Linked DNA regions of Rattus norvegicus: region 1 is linked to region 2. Evidence: chromatin contacts called from public Hi-C data. All regions are on one chromosome and are shown on one strand. Each heading gives the region's core, a stretch centred on a gene start, on an enhancer-like site or on the middle of the called end of the contact. The rest is flanking DNA. Distances are from core to core; before and after follow the strand shown.

Region 1 (7,648 bases), core at 4,798-7,297, 110 kb before region 2:
ATTGTTAACTGATATACCCAGTCCATTATGGGCGGCACCATTCCCTGTGCTGGTAGCCCTAAAGTGTATAAGTGAAAAGAGTTAGCTGAGCACAGGAAACCTAGCAGGCAGTAGAGATGTGTCCATTTCTCTACTCTTGACTAACTACCTGCTCTGAGTTCCTGCCTTAACTCCCCTCAACTGAAAGACTGTTCCCTGAGACTGTAAGCCAAATAAGCTCTTTTCTCTTCTAGGCTGCTTTTGGTTTATCGTAACAATGTAAGTAAAACTAGACACACACCTTCCTCCAAAATACCTGTTAGGTCCTAGAAAGAGCAGACTCTTCTCTCCATCCACCAAGAATGGGAGCATCAAGAGATTCAGTGGTTACAAGGAACTTCCTAAGCATCTCTGCCAGAGGCCAGAAGAGCCCTGCAATGCTGCGCGAAACTCAGATCCAGGGAGCAAGAGACACAGAGGCCACCCCATGGTACTTTGAAAAACTGAGGCAAAGTACACATGGGACGTGGGCTTCCTTGTCTCATCCTCTGTCCGCCCGCTGAGAACAAGGTGAGTTCGACTTATCCTGGCAGTATCTAGAAGCTTGCTAATGGTCATCTGCATTACATACTGTGGGATGATGTCATAGGTGAGGCTGGTACAAGATAGAATGAGGCCTGTCATTGGACGAGAAGGAAGAGTGGGCGGGAGAAAAGTTTGAGGGAAGGGGAGGAGTCTGCAATGGAAAGGAAGAAGAGACAGGAGGGATGGGAGAGAAGCCGTGGCGGAGAACATAGAAGCTGACTTTAAGATTCCACTCTGTGCATTTACAGGTTGTTTTGAATGTTCTTAAGAGATGGATGTGTACCCACCTCCCCTCTGAGGGAAGAAGAAGCAGAACCTGGGACCGACCAGTAGCTGTGGCAGAAGAGGTCAGGCCTGCCAGTCAAGGACAGACGGTGTCCCAGGCAGAGGTTGTGAAGCCTGAGTAGGACCTAGGAGCCTCCTGCCCGAGCCCTAGGCCAGAGAGAACAGTGAGTAGAGGCCACAGTGGCTCCCGTGTCCTCCCAGACACTTTCCCGATAAGCCAGAAATTGCACAAACTTAGCCGTCTCAGAATCTGAGGGCAGACACTTGCAGCATCGCGGCAAACATCGGGAACAGCAGTGTGCATAGCTGCATCAGATCTGAGAACATTTTACTCTCAGAGAGTCACACCGCGCAGGATCTAATGATTCCAGCTGAGGCAGCACACGGAGGTGTCAGCAGCACAGTGACGTTGAGAGGCAGGGAAAGCTGATCGTTAAAAATAGGTGAAGCTGAGCCAAAAAACTTGAAAAAAGAAACAAAACATTATAGTTCATACTGGAGAGAAACCTACTAGTGGATCTGAAGTTGGGGTTTTAGAAGCGTGTGTGATGCTGATAACGATGAGTTGTCCCACTGAGAGCTCTCTAAACTCCACGAAAATGTGTTCGGTGGCCTACTGTGGCCTACAGGCAGAACCATGTTTTCATGAGTAGTTTTACTGGGAGCCACCACTCTCCTCTGTTTGCCTCTATCTGTAGCAGCCTTCCCTCCATGGCATTGGTTGCGTGGCCCTTTCCAGACGTGCTCCCTGACTCATTTACCAAATAAAATTTGAATTATCCTATAAATACTTGTACAGAAAATTTGACCGATGGAATTAGAGATGACTCTGTTGGTAAAGTGCTCATGGTGCAAGCATGAGGACCAGAGTTCGAATCCCTACACCTACGTAAAAGCCAGGTGAATTGATACTTACTTCTGTGGTCCCAGTCCTGGGGAAGGAGACAGTCGGGTCTTGGAGTTTACTAGCCAGCTAGCCTAGCCAACAAATCAGTTCCAAGTTCAGTGAGAACCCCTACTAAAGAGGAAAGCAATGGAGAAAGGTGCCTGACTCAGCCTCAGCCCCAGACTTTGAGGCAGGTGGGAGAAAGCTCGGTGTTGACTTGACCATCAGTGGCCTGTGAGTTAATCGATCATGCCTTTGCAGTAAAGCTTCCATGAAAACACAGGATGGGGTTCATAGAGCATCCTGAGGGCAGAGCATATGAGAAGGACTGGATGGTGTGGGCTGGGAGAGGGTCCTCCTTTTCTCCACACCTCACCATATGCCCGTCTTCATCTGCATCTTCTGACAGTGAGCTTGAGAAAGTGTTTTCCCAAGCTCTGTGAATACATCTTGCAAACTACTGAAACCTGAGGGGTTTGTGGAACTCCACAGAGATCTGCTGCACTGATGAGACCGCCTGGGGCTTTCAATGGGCATCTTAAACGGTAGGCCGGATAGTTTTATGTCTACTCCACACAGCTAAAGCCATCTGAGAGGAGAGAACCTCAGTTAAGAAAATACTTCCGGAAGATCAGGCTGTAGGCAAGCCTGAAGGACATTTTTTTAGTGATTGATGGCCAGCCTATGGCCTGGGCTGGTGGTCCTGGGTTCAATAAGAAAGCAGGCTGAGTAAGTCCTAAGGAGCAAGCTAGTTAGGAGCATCCCTCCATGGCCTCTGCATCAGCTCCTGCCTGTAGGCTTCTGTCCTGTTCCTGATCTGGCTTCCTTTGGTGATAGAGTATAATGTGGAAATGTAAACCAAATAAAAATCTTTTCCTCCTCAACTTGCTGGTTTTTCATGGCATAACCCTAACTAAAACACGAGGTGGTAGACAGTTGGAGACACCCCTCAACCTACGGGATCTGACCATTTATCTAGGTAGTATCATAAGTCAATCAAGTTAAAGGATACCTAGTTGGTGTCTGCCACAGTAATGGCTGCTTGCTGGTCGAGAGAAAGTAGCAGGTTTCTGGTGTCGGAGGTGATCTGCACTGTGGGAGTGTACAGCAGAAGCTGAGTTCGGGTTCTGCCTTTCTACTACCCGTCCATGGTGTTGGTGAAACTCACGGGATGCATGCAAACACGATGGGCATTCGCTTGGATCCTTTGACCTGAAGCAGCTACGTTAGTCACTTTACTCAGCATTTACTCAATGTCCGCATTATGACAACGGACGCAGCTTCAGGAAACAAACTTCTCCCCGGTCTCACCCTTCAGAGATCTCTTTGGTGGTTGCCTAGCCTCATACTTTAGAACGAGCATCATGGTGGTTAGAGCATGCGGAGGGAGAAGCTGGCTACTCCCCTCAGGGTGTACAAGAAGCAGAGGAAGGAAAGGGCAAGAGGCCAGGTGTAACCTTCAAAGGCACACCCTTAGATATAACTGGAGAGTAGGCCCCACGTCCCAAAGTCTCCAGAGCTTCCCAAAATAGTGCCATTGGCTAGGATCGAGCGGTCTACACGTGAACCCAAGACCACAGCACCAATCATTTAGAAACAATCTGTGTGACAATTAGAAAACTCTAAGTACTAAGTGGATGTCAATTGTAAAGATTTGTAGTTAATCGTGTAGGCTGTGATAATGGACCTGGGTTATGTGAAAAGGGAGAAGAGTCATTATCCTTTAGAAATACCTTCTTGCCGTACAGTTGCTGTAGTAATGGCCTCCGAGGCATTACTCCCTGATTCAAGGTTATTTTGCATATCCCCTCCTACATGAATTCTGGGTTTGGCTGCATGACTTGTTTTGGCTAATGAGACGTTAGCCAACATAATGCAAGCAGGGGCTTGTAAAGTCCTTGCATACTGGGGCTTGCCTTCTCTTGCCGTTGGCAACTCTTGGAATGCCGCCACTGTTGGAGCAAGCCCGAGCTAGCCTGCTGCAGAGGCCATGAGGAGAACTGATCCACCCCGCCTGATTGCCAGACCAGTGAGGAAAGCCTTATGAGAGGCTCTTCAATGCCAGTCAAGTCATGAGTTGGCTGCTTCCACATGATGCCTAGACAAGATGAACAGGAGAACTAACCCTTGGATAGTTAGTTCATCAGTCTCCACTGTCGGGATCCCATAGTTCTAAGGTTGCCATTCATTGATAAACCTTCCGAAGGTGGGTAAATGCAGATAGATATAGATGGAACAAGATTTGTTCTATGCTGACAGTGACGCTCATGAGGGCTTCATCCTGTTCCGCCTCTAGTAATATTTGAACTAGCAATTTGCAGAATGAAAGAAAGAAGGAAGAATTAAAAGAGGAAGGAGCCTGAGGAGATGGCTCAATGGGTAAGGTGCTTATTGGGCAAAGGTAAGGATCTGAGTGCAGATCTCTAGAACCAAGGTAAACCTGGGTGTGGGCACACACGGCTGTAACTCGAGCAGACTACAGGGAGGTAGGAGACACAAACAGGAGAATTCCCAGCTCATCCGCCAGCAGGGCTGTCATATGTACAATGGAAGACTAGTGCTCACACGAGGTTACCCTCTGACCTCCACACTAATGCTGTACACACGCAGGCTTTCACACAAGTAGGCTTGGATTCTCAGATTCGTGGACATGTGCACATGCACATAGAATGCACACAAAATACATGAATTCACATGCACATACGAATGCATACAGATACACATAAATTCACACACACATACATGAATGCACACACATACATGCGCACACATGATACAAAGAAAGAAGCCGTGGAGGGGAAGGTAAGAATGAGCTTTCAATCCATTAACAGATAAAACAAGACACAGAAAAGCAAAGTAAAACTTCCAGAGTAGCACAGCTAAGTCCCAGCAGACCTTGATGCTGGCTCTCTATTACCAACAATTACGCAGAGGAGGAACAGACGGAGACACTTGTTTCTTGCTTGAGAAGAACCTGTGGCTGGTCTAAGACAACAGGGCCCGGCAAGGCTGCTGATGACAAATGATTCTCACCTATTATCTGGTGGGGTGGGGGGGACACGTCCTGCCATGTGTGTGCCTTGTATTTAATAAAAGATAGACAAAGATGCCTCCCCTCCACGCCCTGCTGCTGTTTGGCACCAACAGCGTGTTCTGTTTTCAAACGTGTGTGATAACCATGACAGACACAACCAGGGCCACAGTACCGCGTGCCAGGACAGCAATACTAAAAATTCATCTGCGAGTCCAAATATATTGAAGTTGTCTCTTTCCCACACATTCAAAATGAGCAAGGCTTTCATTATGCATCAAATGGGGAAATTAAGCAGGGCAATTATCTGTCTATGGCCCCGGGATAGCTTGGGCACTGTTTAATCAGACGTTGCTATGGGAGGCTGCAGACTGTTCCTGACCATAAACAGACATTAAAGAGAGTTGCTTCATAAAAAAATAAAAATAATTAAAAAAAATTCTCCCAAGTCTCTATACCCAGTGTTGGTTTCCCTGAGAACTTCTGAACCTTAGAACTCGGCTGGAGTTTAGAGAGAGGAAGGAAGATTCTAGAAGGTGATAACTAGACTAAAAAGCCAAATACAACAAAGTTAAACTAAATTGCTGTCTTTCTCATAACTGAACTGGCAGGGCCCCTGCCTTGCTTTTCTTGGGAGTGGTGTTCAAGAGGCCCACAGGGCTCTGTATTTATGTTTGATGACTGGTCTGAAATCCTAGAGCCTCGGAGCCAGCTGGCAGAGCCCGGTGCGGCCCGTGTGTCGCCAAGGGCAGAATCAGCAGTACTGGCCACAGCTTAACCCAGGGGTAAAAGAATCCTGGGTGGGCGGAGGCAGGGCCCAAGCTCTCCCTCCTCAAAGGCCTGCAGGATCAGAAACTGAGTTCTGATTATCTATGGGTCACACTCAAAAAACATACTTACTACTTTGTCCTGACCGTTTGCCACTTTTTTAAGGAGAAAAATTTTCATGATCAAGGGGTCAGTGGGCGGGTGTGTAATGGGGAAATTGAGAGTTCTAGACTTCGTAGGGGGTCAAGATTTCTTCCATTCTGTTGCACCAAGATTTAGTTGATCCTGTGCCCCTGGGAATGGCAGGTAAGGACCCTTCCTCTCTCCCTCAGGGAGAGGCATGAAGAGAGACAGAATAGCTCCCTCATCAGCGGTTCTGTCTGACTGCAGCCGGCTGCTCAGCAGAGCTGAACTTGTTACTTCCCCAGAGTCACTTCAGCCCCAGACACTGAAAACTGCCGTCACCCATCTCTCCTCTCTACCCTCTTCCTGTTCCACTTCCCTGTCCTACCCCTTGGGGTATCTCTCACTGCCTGAACACACAGGAAGACAGCTCACAAACTAAAGGCAGTCCTGGGAGACAACTAATGCTTGCCAAACAATGGGGCCACACTGGCAACCAACCTAGATACAGCCGACGAGGGGGGATGGGGACGGATGGAGGACAGAAACGGTTGCCTGTGTCGTGGTGCTAACTGTGGCTGGTGCTGAATACACAAAAGGGTGTGTGTGTACCATGATGCAGTAAACAGAGACTTCATACTAAACCAGGAAATAACTTCTCAGACTTGGCAGTCCTGGAGGGAGACTGGGCCAAGCCCAAGCCCCTCAAGACCTCAAGCCTCCCACTATCAGGAGGAAGGACTATGGCAGGCTAGTTATTAAGGGGTGCAAACGGTGTGAGGGAGCCAGGAGGCAGGGAAAGTGTCAGTGAGAGCCTTTCTTATCTCTTTCTACAGAGGCCCCGGGCAGGGCAGTTCAGAGTGCCTGGAACATCATCCGACATCATGCAGCACTAACAAGCTAAGGAGGCAAAGACTAGCCCAGACCCCTAGTCCCTAGGATTGGCGGCCAGTTCTTGCTCTAAGCTATTCTACAGAAGCAGGCATCTCGGGACTGTTAGGGCAAACTGCAGGCACAGGCGCAAGATGGAATAGCCCGAGGACTGGTCACTGCTAGACTGGCTAGGGTAAGAACCATCTAGACATCCGTCGCTGGTGACGGGGCTCCCTGAAACCTGCCCTGTTCCGCCCCAGAAAGCCGGTTTAGGGTGCTGAAGCATGTGGCTGACAGCAGGGGACACGGAGGAAGATGGCACCCAGAATGAGAGTTGCCCAGAGGAAGCCAGTAGTAGAACAACAGGCACAAGAAAGGGGTCATGGGAACGTCACTAGGGCATCTTGCACACCCATCTCCTGCAATGGTCCCCAGAACAGTGCAGCCAGACATCCGACACCTCCGAGATTAATCTATGGGCCTGTAGCCTGGGTCAGGGATAGTAGGTGGCAGCCACCGGTGTCTTGAAGTCTCACCCAGCTGTTCAAGCCCCCATTCCCGCTGTGGGCGGCCCCGCCCACCCATGCCTGCGTGCATGCGCGGATGCCATCTCAAGTCGCACGGGAGGCATCAACAGACAGAAGCCCTGTCCTCCAGCCTCAGCCATGTCGCTGCTGGTGCTGACCCATTTTCTCTCCCACCTCCCAAGTCAGAGCCCAGAATAAACGCACCCTCCTAGCAGGGTGGGTGCCACCTGCTCTCCCTCCCCTACACCCCTCACATGAAAGGCTTAGGGAAGTGGGAGACTAAGGGAAGAGGGAGGGGAAGGGAAGACAGAGAAGGAAGGAGAGGAGGAGGGAGGAGGGAGGAGGGAGGAGGGGGAAGGTCACACCAGAGCCTGCTGCCAGCTATGGAGGAAACCTTGAAACCCTGAAGTTCATCAGCCCCAGGCTAAGGATTCCAGAACTCCAGCCTCAAGCTCATGCCCCGGAGGCTCCAGGTTCAGTCTTCCCCTTTCTGCGCACTCATCTCCCGAGCTAGTCTTCTCCAGGCTTGATTATTTTTGTACAAGACCACTTATTCGTTACCTATGAACTTGGGGAACTGCCAGATCCACG
Region 2 (7,434 bases), core at 4,599-7,098:
GCCTTGAACTCAGAGATCTGCCTGCCTCTGCATCTGGAATGTTAGGATTAAGGCTGGTTTATGCTAATACTTTTAATCTGTCTCCCACCTTGGATGTGATCCTTTGTGTAAATAAAGGCTTGGTTGTCTGCTTTTTCTTCATTTCCTTTGCACCTGTTTTTTTTTTGTTGTTGTTGTTGTTTATTTTGTTTTTCAAGACAGGTTCCCCCCCCAACACCCCCCCCCACCGGGCATTCCTGGTGGTCTTGGAATTTGCTCTGTAGACTAAGCTGACCTCCAACTCACAGAGATCAGCCTCCCAAGGACTGGGATTAAAGGCGTGTGCCACCAGAGCATAGCTAGCATCAAATCTTTTAAAACTAGACAATTCGAAAGCTCAGGCTGGGGGTTGGGGATTTGGCTCAGTGGTAGAGCGTGCAAGCGCAAGGTCCTGGGTTTGGTACCCAGCCCTGGGGGGAAAAAAAAAAGCTCAGGCTGGAGAGGTGGCTCAGTGGTTAAGAGCACTGACAGCTCTTCCAGAGGTCCTGAGTTCAAATCCCAGCAACCATATGGTGGCTCACACCCATTTGTAAATGAGATCTGATGCCCTCTTCTGGTGTGTCAGAAGACAGCTACAGTGTACTTATAAATAATAAGTACAAAACACTTTGATTGGAATGTTGGTCTGTTTTATGACCTGCCCACAACTGGGTTCTAACATGGGTAAGACATTCACTCCATTTTGAGTCCTTGCAAGGCTGGGACTCAAAACAGCCCTTGCTTCAAGCTTACGCACATAGGAAGCTTATGCACATAGGCTTGAGGGAACTGCTCAGTCCCCAGAAGGACGAAGGACATAGTCTCCAAAGTCCACTTCATGAGAAGCTGAGGAACACAACAACAAAGGAGAAACCTTGGGCATAGGGCAAAGGGCCTGAGAGTTACTGAAGAACGAATTCCCCCTCACGGGGAGGGACCTGCAAACCTGCAAGGTCACTATGGATACTGCTGGCTGTCTGCCTGTCCCGCAGACTGGGATGCTGTGGTGTTACTCTGTCCCTACGCTTTGCTGTACACTGACAGTTACACACAGAGGAGTGTGAGTTCTTTCACTGTTGCTATAACCAAATACTAGAGGCTGATCCTCCATGAAGAAAAGAGGTTTATTTACTTTACACTTCTGAAGTCTAAGATTGTGTGGTCCTATGAGTTTGGGCACTGGTAAGGATACTCACAGCTCTTTCTCAACGTAGTAGGAAAGAGAAGTTGGAGCCATCTGAAATTTAGTTTCAGTCTTCAAAACAACCTATTTTGTTTGTATTTTTGAAGAGACACGTTTGTTTTATTTGTATATGTGTTTCCCCTGTATGTATGTCTGTGCACTAAGTTCATGCCTACAGCCCTTGGAGGACATGGGACTGGAGCTACGGATGGTTGTGAGCTGCCATGTGGTTGTTGGGAAGGGAAACTGAGTCTTCTGCAGGAACAACATGTTCTCTTAACCACTAAACCATCCATCTCTCTAGCCCTGTAACAACCCGTTTTTGTTGGCACTCACACATTCCCAGAAACTAGCATTCATTCCTTTTGAGGTTGGTGCTCTCAATGACTTCCCTCCCCACATTTAGGCCCTGCCTGTTAAGGTTTCCGCCATCTCTTAACACCACCTAAATACAGCGAGGGCTGTGGGTTCTGACAGCTTACTTTTAGGTTATAAGCCTCTAGACCAAAAGGAGCCATATGGGCTCTATGAAGAAATCAGAGCATCCTACAGAAGTTCTGGGCTTTAACTTGGAAGCCACACAGTGTGTTTCAGTGAATTCCTTCCATTCTTTCTGCCTATAGATCCAGATATAAAAGGCACTTGAGATTAGGTCAGGCCACCCAGAGAGGAGAAGATGTATTTTGTGCAGGGAGAACGGGTAAGTAACAGTGCAAGGTTAACGTCCTCCCTTTCCCTCTGCCATGGCAACCAGCACACCGCAGAAAGAGGCTGCTCCATCCACCTGCTGATGACAGGCACCTTAGGATGGATGTGCAGTGTGCACCTCATGATGGATGTGCAGTGTGCCAGAAACAAAGATCTGCAGCACAGCCAGCCCCTTCTAACTGATGGAGGATCTGCCACTCTCGGTTCTTCAGCAAGCATCAGGGCAGCTCTTGGCTGGAACTTCCTCTCCCCTCTATCCTGTGTCCAGCACCCTGTTTCTTGGATTATACAAGGTCCTTTTCTTACCTTCTTCATTTTGGTGACTCATGAGCTCAGGTGTCTCCTATCATGAAAATGATACATTTCCCCACTAAGGGAAGGGAACTTTTAAGAACCTCTTGCATCTAAAAATGCAGTTGGGCTATGTAACAAAGTCTCCGTCAGTTTAGAAAACACACACCACCATGATCCCCTAAAGGGAATTCCGAATAGATTCCTATTACCTCCAATATGCCCGGTATGTCGATGATCACAGAGAAATGGATTACTTACATGAGGTATTGGTAAAAACAAACCTACTGGGCTACCAGTCATCCAAAAGCAGAGCAAGGCACATCTGACACTGGTTACTCTTACAATCCAATGTATATTCTTCCTACTTAAGGATAGTTGTGAAATAGTGCGTACGTTTTTTTAAAGCAGGAAGTAAGTTACTTTGGCTCATGGTTTTAGAGATTTCAGTCCCAGACCAATGGCAGCAGTGAGCAAGGACAAACGTAAAAGGTCTAGGGTCTCTATTCTCCCCGAGATCATACCCCAAGAACATGTTTCATTAGGCCCTATCTCTGGCTTTGCCATAAGTCAATAGTGCGAATGGTAACACATTGCCTTCGGGCCACAAGAATCCCAACTACGGTGAAGAGTATTACGTCAAGCTTTTTGTGTCTCTTCCAACACACAGCTCTCAGTCTTGCATGGGCACAGTCTGCAGTGCCCACAGCACCCTAACTGCCCAAGGAGACATTTCCTAGAATGTATCCATGTCTACCGATGGATGCTTATGTTTGGTTCACTGTTTAGCTAGGTGACAGCTACGGTAGTCTTCCCTCAGACTGTTTCTTTGATCCTAGCAGCTGCTTCAGCTGTGAGAAGCCCACTGCTCTGGCTCCAGTTTGCAAGGGACTACAGTTACCATCAGGCCACCTTCCCTGACACTCAGAAATTCAAGGGTGGTAAGATACAGTATGGGAACCTTCTCTCATGCCCTTACTCTCCATGGCCTTTCAAACGCACAGTCTCTGATTGTCAAGACTTCCCTTGGACTCATTCTTCAGTGACTTTTCTCCAGCCACCATGTTAGGGTTCCTATTAACTGACCAAAGCACTTTCTGGTTGATTCTTTAATTTTCCTTTTTCCCTTTCCATTCTGTGTTTTTGTGGATTCTTTCTGGTTAATGTTCTCTCTCAGTCTTTCCAATGAAACTGTGTCATTTATATGATTGCTACTTCGCTTTGATACTTCAAGAACTCTTTCTTTTACTCCTAAATATGCCTTCACGCGCACTTTCCCTTTGTAGATGGTGGTTTGTTTTTTTTTTTTTTTTAACATTTCCCTGTTGATATTATTGGTGGTTTTGTTGATGTTTACCTCTCTCTCTACATGGCTTATTTCCTACAACTTACTTAGCAAGAACAAAACCAAACAAAAACCAACCTATTGTGGCTTTGTGTTTCCTGATGCAAGGTTTCCTATCAGCTCAGCTGCCCACTCTTACTTGCCTGGGAAGGCCTGAGACGGACCAGAAGTGCTGTATCAAGTAGCACCTTTCACTGTGGCATTCTGTGTAGTATGTATACTAATCGGACACTACGTGAGCAGCTATGGATGTCAGACTGTGTTGATCATTCCCTGTGGCTTGGCTTGCTCAGCCCAAAGGCCTCTTCTAGGCTTCCTGGCTTCTTGTGCCATGGAACCCCTGAAAGGGGCTTGTAGCTGTCAGCAGGCACATGAGCGCCACTGCCTCTGTCTGCCACTGTTTGGAGACTGATCTCTGCCTCCTTTAGATAGATACAGTCTCTCCTCAGGAAGAGGAGGGGGCAGCTGTGAGGCTACACAGAGCCGGCAGCCCACCTGAATATCTCAGAACAGACTCTAGCACAATCATTTAGGACCATTCTTATTTCAAGTTCCTTTCCCTTCCACGTCCAGAGGTACCCAGTGTCACCATTTGTGACCCTTGTGGGGAAACCTTCCTTCCTATTTCAGGCTTTCATTTTCTTGGGCATGTTTCAGCTTCACTGTCTGCTTGCTTCTTCTCCTACTCCTGTCCATGTGCATTCTTGTCTTATAGTTGAGATTTGTATCTTATAGCCAAGGTTGCTTTAGAGGCTCCAAAAGGAACAACTACCACCTTCACTCCAAACCTCACCCATCATTAGTCCCCTTATGGCTCACTTGCTCCCACTTTGGTCCAGCCAGGTCTGTTTTGTGCTGGTTTTCCTCTTCTTTCCAGCTAAAGGGAAACATCCTTACTCTTACCTATACTATTGTTGTCAAGATTCTCTTAGCACAGAAACATGGACCCAGAGCTATGAGATATTAACTGCAGAACAGAACTGAACCCCTAGGGTATTTCCATCTGGGGTTGGGACAAGAAAGGTTAACTTTGAGAGCTCAATCATTACATACTTGGTAAGTGAAATGGTGAGAAATCATTCAAGGTAATGCTGCTTGTATATAACATCTAAATGGGGAAAACCCTTTGGGAGACCATCAGGAAGAAAGATTGGATGGGGCATGTCAGAAGGGTCCATTGACTCAGGCTACCCTAGAAGCCTATAAGGAGGTCCAGTGAATATGCATGTCCCAAAAAGGTCCACTTTGTCCTAGTGTAGGCAGAGCCCAGGAGGGCACCACCAAAAAGACTGTCGAATCCCCCCTGGCCGCAGAGGGACATGAAGGAATACATGGCCAGAAAGGCAGTGTAGGGGCCAGCTCTTTCCCAATGAAATGACTGTCTGTGGCATGTGGTGGGAATGGAGGAGCCTTCTGAGTCATCCCTCGGTCAGGACACAGTCTCTTAAATGTCATCAACACAATCTGCCTGGAACAAAGATGACTATTTTCTGCCAAGTTGAGACCCTCCTACAAAGCCTTGATCCAGCTTCTCCACAAGACATCAGTGAGGAAATTCAGGGTGTGTGCTCACACTTAGGGGTGTTCAAACATTAACAAGTTTCCCAACTGAAAATACCAAATCGATGTTTCTCCGATTATCAGGAACCAAAGTCTTTTCTATTTTAGGCTCCCATTTAATTTGAAGAACTTAAAAATCAGAGCCATAGTTCTTAATTTTCTCCAGTAAGATGACCGACCCTTTAACCCACTGGGGTCAACCAACCGGCAGTCGCTTTCCCTGACTTGCCAGTGGCTGACTTATTTCCAGGCATCATCCACAACGAAAAGCAGAGGCTGCTGATCCTATCCTCACAGGTCAGAGGCAGTTGCGGCCAGTCCTGAGTGTATTAAGATTGGTTCAAAGGCAGTAGGAAGCTATGGTCTCTCTTACGGTGGCCTAGTGTTCAGAGAGAAAGAACATGAATGTGTGTCTAGACTTTAGAGCAAGGTGGCCTAGTTGGAAGGCCCCGGCAGGGCGCAGCGGAGCATTTCCTTCAGAGGCCCAGACAGTGGATGGGTGGGGCGCCCTGGGCGGGGTCCTCGCAGCTGGTGGTGTTTGAAGCCTCCACGACCGCGGTGGGAGAGGGGCGGCCTGGAGAAGTTGGCAGCAGGCCTGGGGCAGGAAGGGGGAGGAAGGGGCCCTGCGTTCCCTGAACAGCCGCGACCGCAGCCCCAGCACGTAGCTCACTCTCTCAGCACTGGCAGTGGTGGGTCCTGCATCAGCCAGGTTAACATAGGCTCAAGGGCAGTGCGGCCGCGCGGGGGCGGGGCGGCCCCAGTAGTGACATGGCTCCGGCCAAGGTTGCATCGAGGACCTGAGCTCAGTAGGAGCAGGGTGAGGAGGTGGCTGGAGACTGCAATGCAAGCCCGGCCACCCGAGAACTCCGCTGCGGTGGGGTGAGGTTCGGAAATGTGCCGCCCAAAGGCGAGGTCAGCCGCCTAGGTCCGGCCGGGACAGATACGCCACCTTGCCCGCACTCCCAGCCGGCCGAGCGACCACAGGGTGCCCTCCCCAGCGTTGCCATCCTCGTGCCACCCACTGCTGCCTGCTCACAAAAGCTCTGGCATGGAAAGGCCCGGCGAGGTTCCCGCTGCGGGAGGCACGCGCCCTAGCCCTGCGCCGCTACACAGCGGCCCGCCACCCTCGGACGTCATGCGTCTGCGCGCCCCGCGCCCGGCTCCGATTTCCGCCCCTCCTCTTGCAGGCCCAGGGGACACGCCCACTGGCGCGCGCAGGTCCCGCGGCCAGTAGGGCCCTCTAGAGGTCCGGATTGGCCGGATAAAGTACTCTAGAGCCAATGGAGTTCGCGTCTGCCACTGGCCACGCCCCTTAAGACGCGGGCGCGCGACCGCACCGGAGGGACGGTGCGCGCTCCAGGCTCCCCGCCCCCTTCGTGCGCGCTGCTCCCTGCGGCCGCTGCCGCCTGTAACCTGCGCCGCCAGGATGTGGCTGGGGGCTGACGTCGGGTCCAGATGTGGCCCCGGCCCCGCCCACCCCCGGGGCCGGTCCGCCCACACCGAGCCGCGGCGCGCACGGAGGCTGTCCCGCCTGCCACAATGCACGGTGGAACTGCGACCGCAACTTGCAGGGGTCGTGCCTAACGTCGCCGCCGCTCGACGTCCCTAGGACAGGCCGGTTCTGACGCCGCACGCGGACCCACCTCACTGGAGCCCCCCATGCGCTCACCCTCCAGTGCCCGGCCAGGAGGACGCGGAGCCGCGCGGGTGACGGCAGAAGCGGCTACGCGCCCAGCCTAGCCCAGCCCAGCCGGAGAAGAGGGCGCGCCGCGCCCCCGCCCCCCGCCGCTCTCCGGAGGCCGTGGGTGCGGATGCGCCGCTGACGACTCCTGCGAGAGCACCGCGCGCCCGAGCCCGCAGCATGGCAGCCGCCGCCTATGTGGACCACTTTGCCGCCGAGTGCCTCGTGTCCATGTCCAGCCGCGCAGTCGTGCACGAGCCGCGGGAAGGACCTGAACCCCGGCCCGAGGGCGCGGCCGCCGCCGCCCCCACACTGCCCCGCGTTGACGAGCGCCGCGACGGCAAGGACAGCGCCTCTCTTTTCGTGGTAGCTCGGATCCTAGCGGACCTCAACCAGCAGGCGCCGGCCCCCGCCCCCGCGGAACGCAGAGAAGGGGCTGCTGCGCGCAAGGCGAGGACCCCCTGCCGCCTGCCGCCCGCGCCCCCTGCGCCGCCGCCCGGCCCAGAGCCCGCTTCCCCTGGACAAGCAGGCGCGCCGGCCGCGCCCCCCAGCCCCGCGTGGAGCGAGCCCGAGGCGGCATTGGAGCCAGAGCCGGGCCCCGCGGGGAGCGGCGAGCCTGGCCTCAGACAAAGGGGTCGGCGGGGCCGC

Evidence for each region. A called contact is a pair of places that touch in the nucleus more often than the background predicts.
Region 1: a Hi-C map of Schwann cells shows a contact between it and region 2, with 4 times the contacts expected there. The contact joins two enhancer-like sites. A contact is called at or near these places in 4 of 12 Hi-C or Micro-C datasets (Schwann cells, frontal cortex, kidney and 1 more).

The regions. Positions count from the first base shown.
Region 1 is chr1:127,069,755-127,077,402 of GRCr8, reverse strand. LOC120099837 (a long non-coding RNA gene) reads left to right here. Exons shown (of 2, transcript XR_005499165.2): 1 at 1-549; 2 at 813-1,902. Among named protein-coding and RNA genes, the nearest start is that of Trpm1, 57 kb to the left of the region's middle. Within about 2 kb of position 6,047, at least 42 of the 93 cell types and tissues checked have an H3K27ac peak or open chromatin away from gene starts, as enhancers often do. A contact at or near this core is called in Schwann cells, where this site is marked.
Region 2 is chr1:126,960,390-126,967,823 of GRCr8, reverse strand. No RefSeq gene overlaps it. Among named protein-coding and RNA genes, the nearest start is that of Klf13, 16 kb to the right of the region's middle. Within about 2 kb of position 5,848, at least 55 of the 93 cell types and tissues checked have an H3K27ac peak or open chromatin away from gene starts, as enhancers often do. A contact at or near this core is called in Schwann cells, where this site is marked.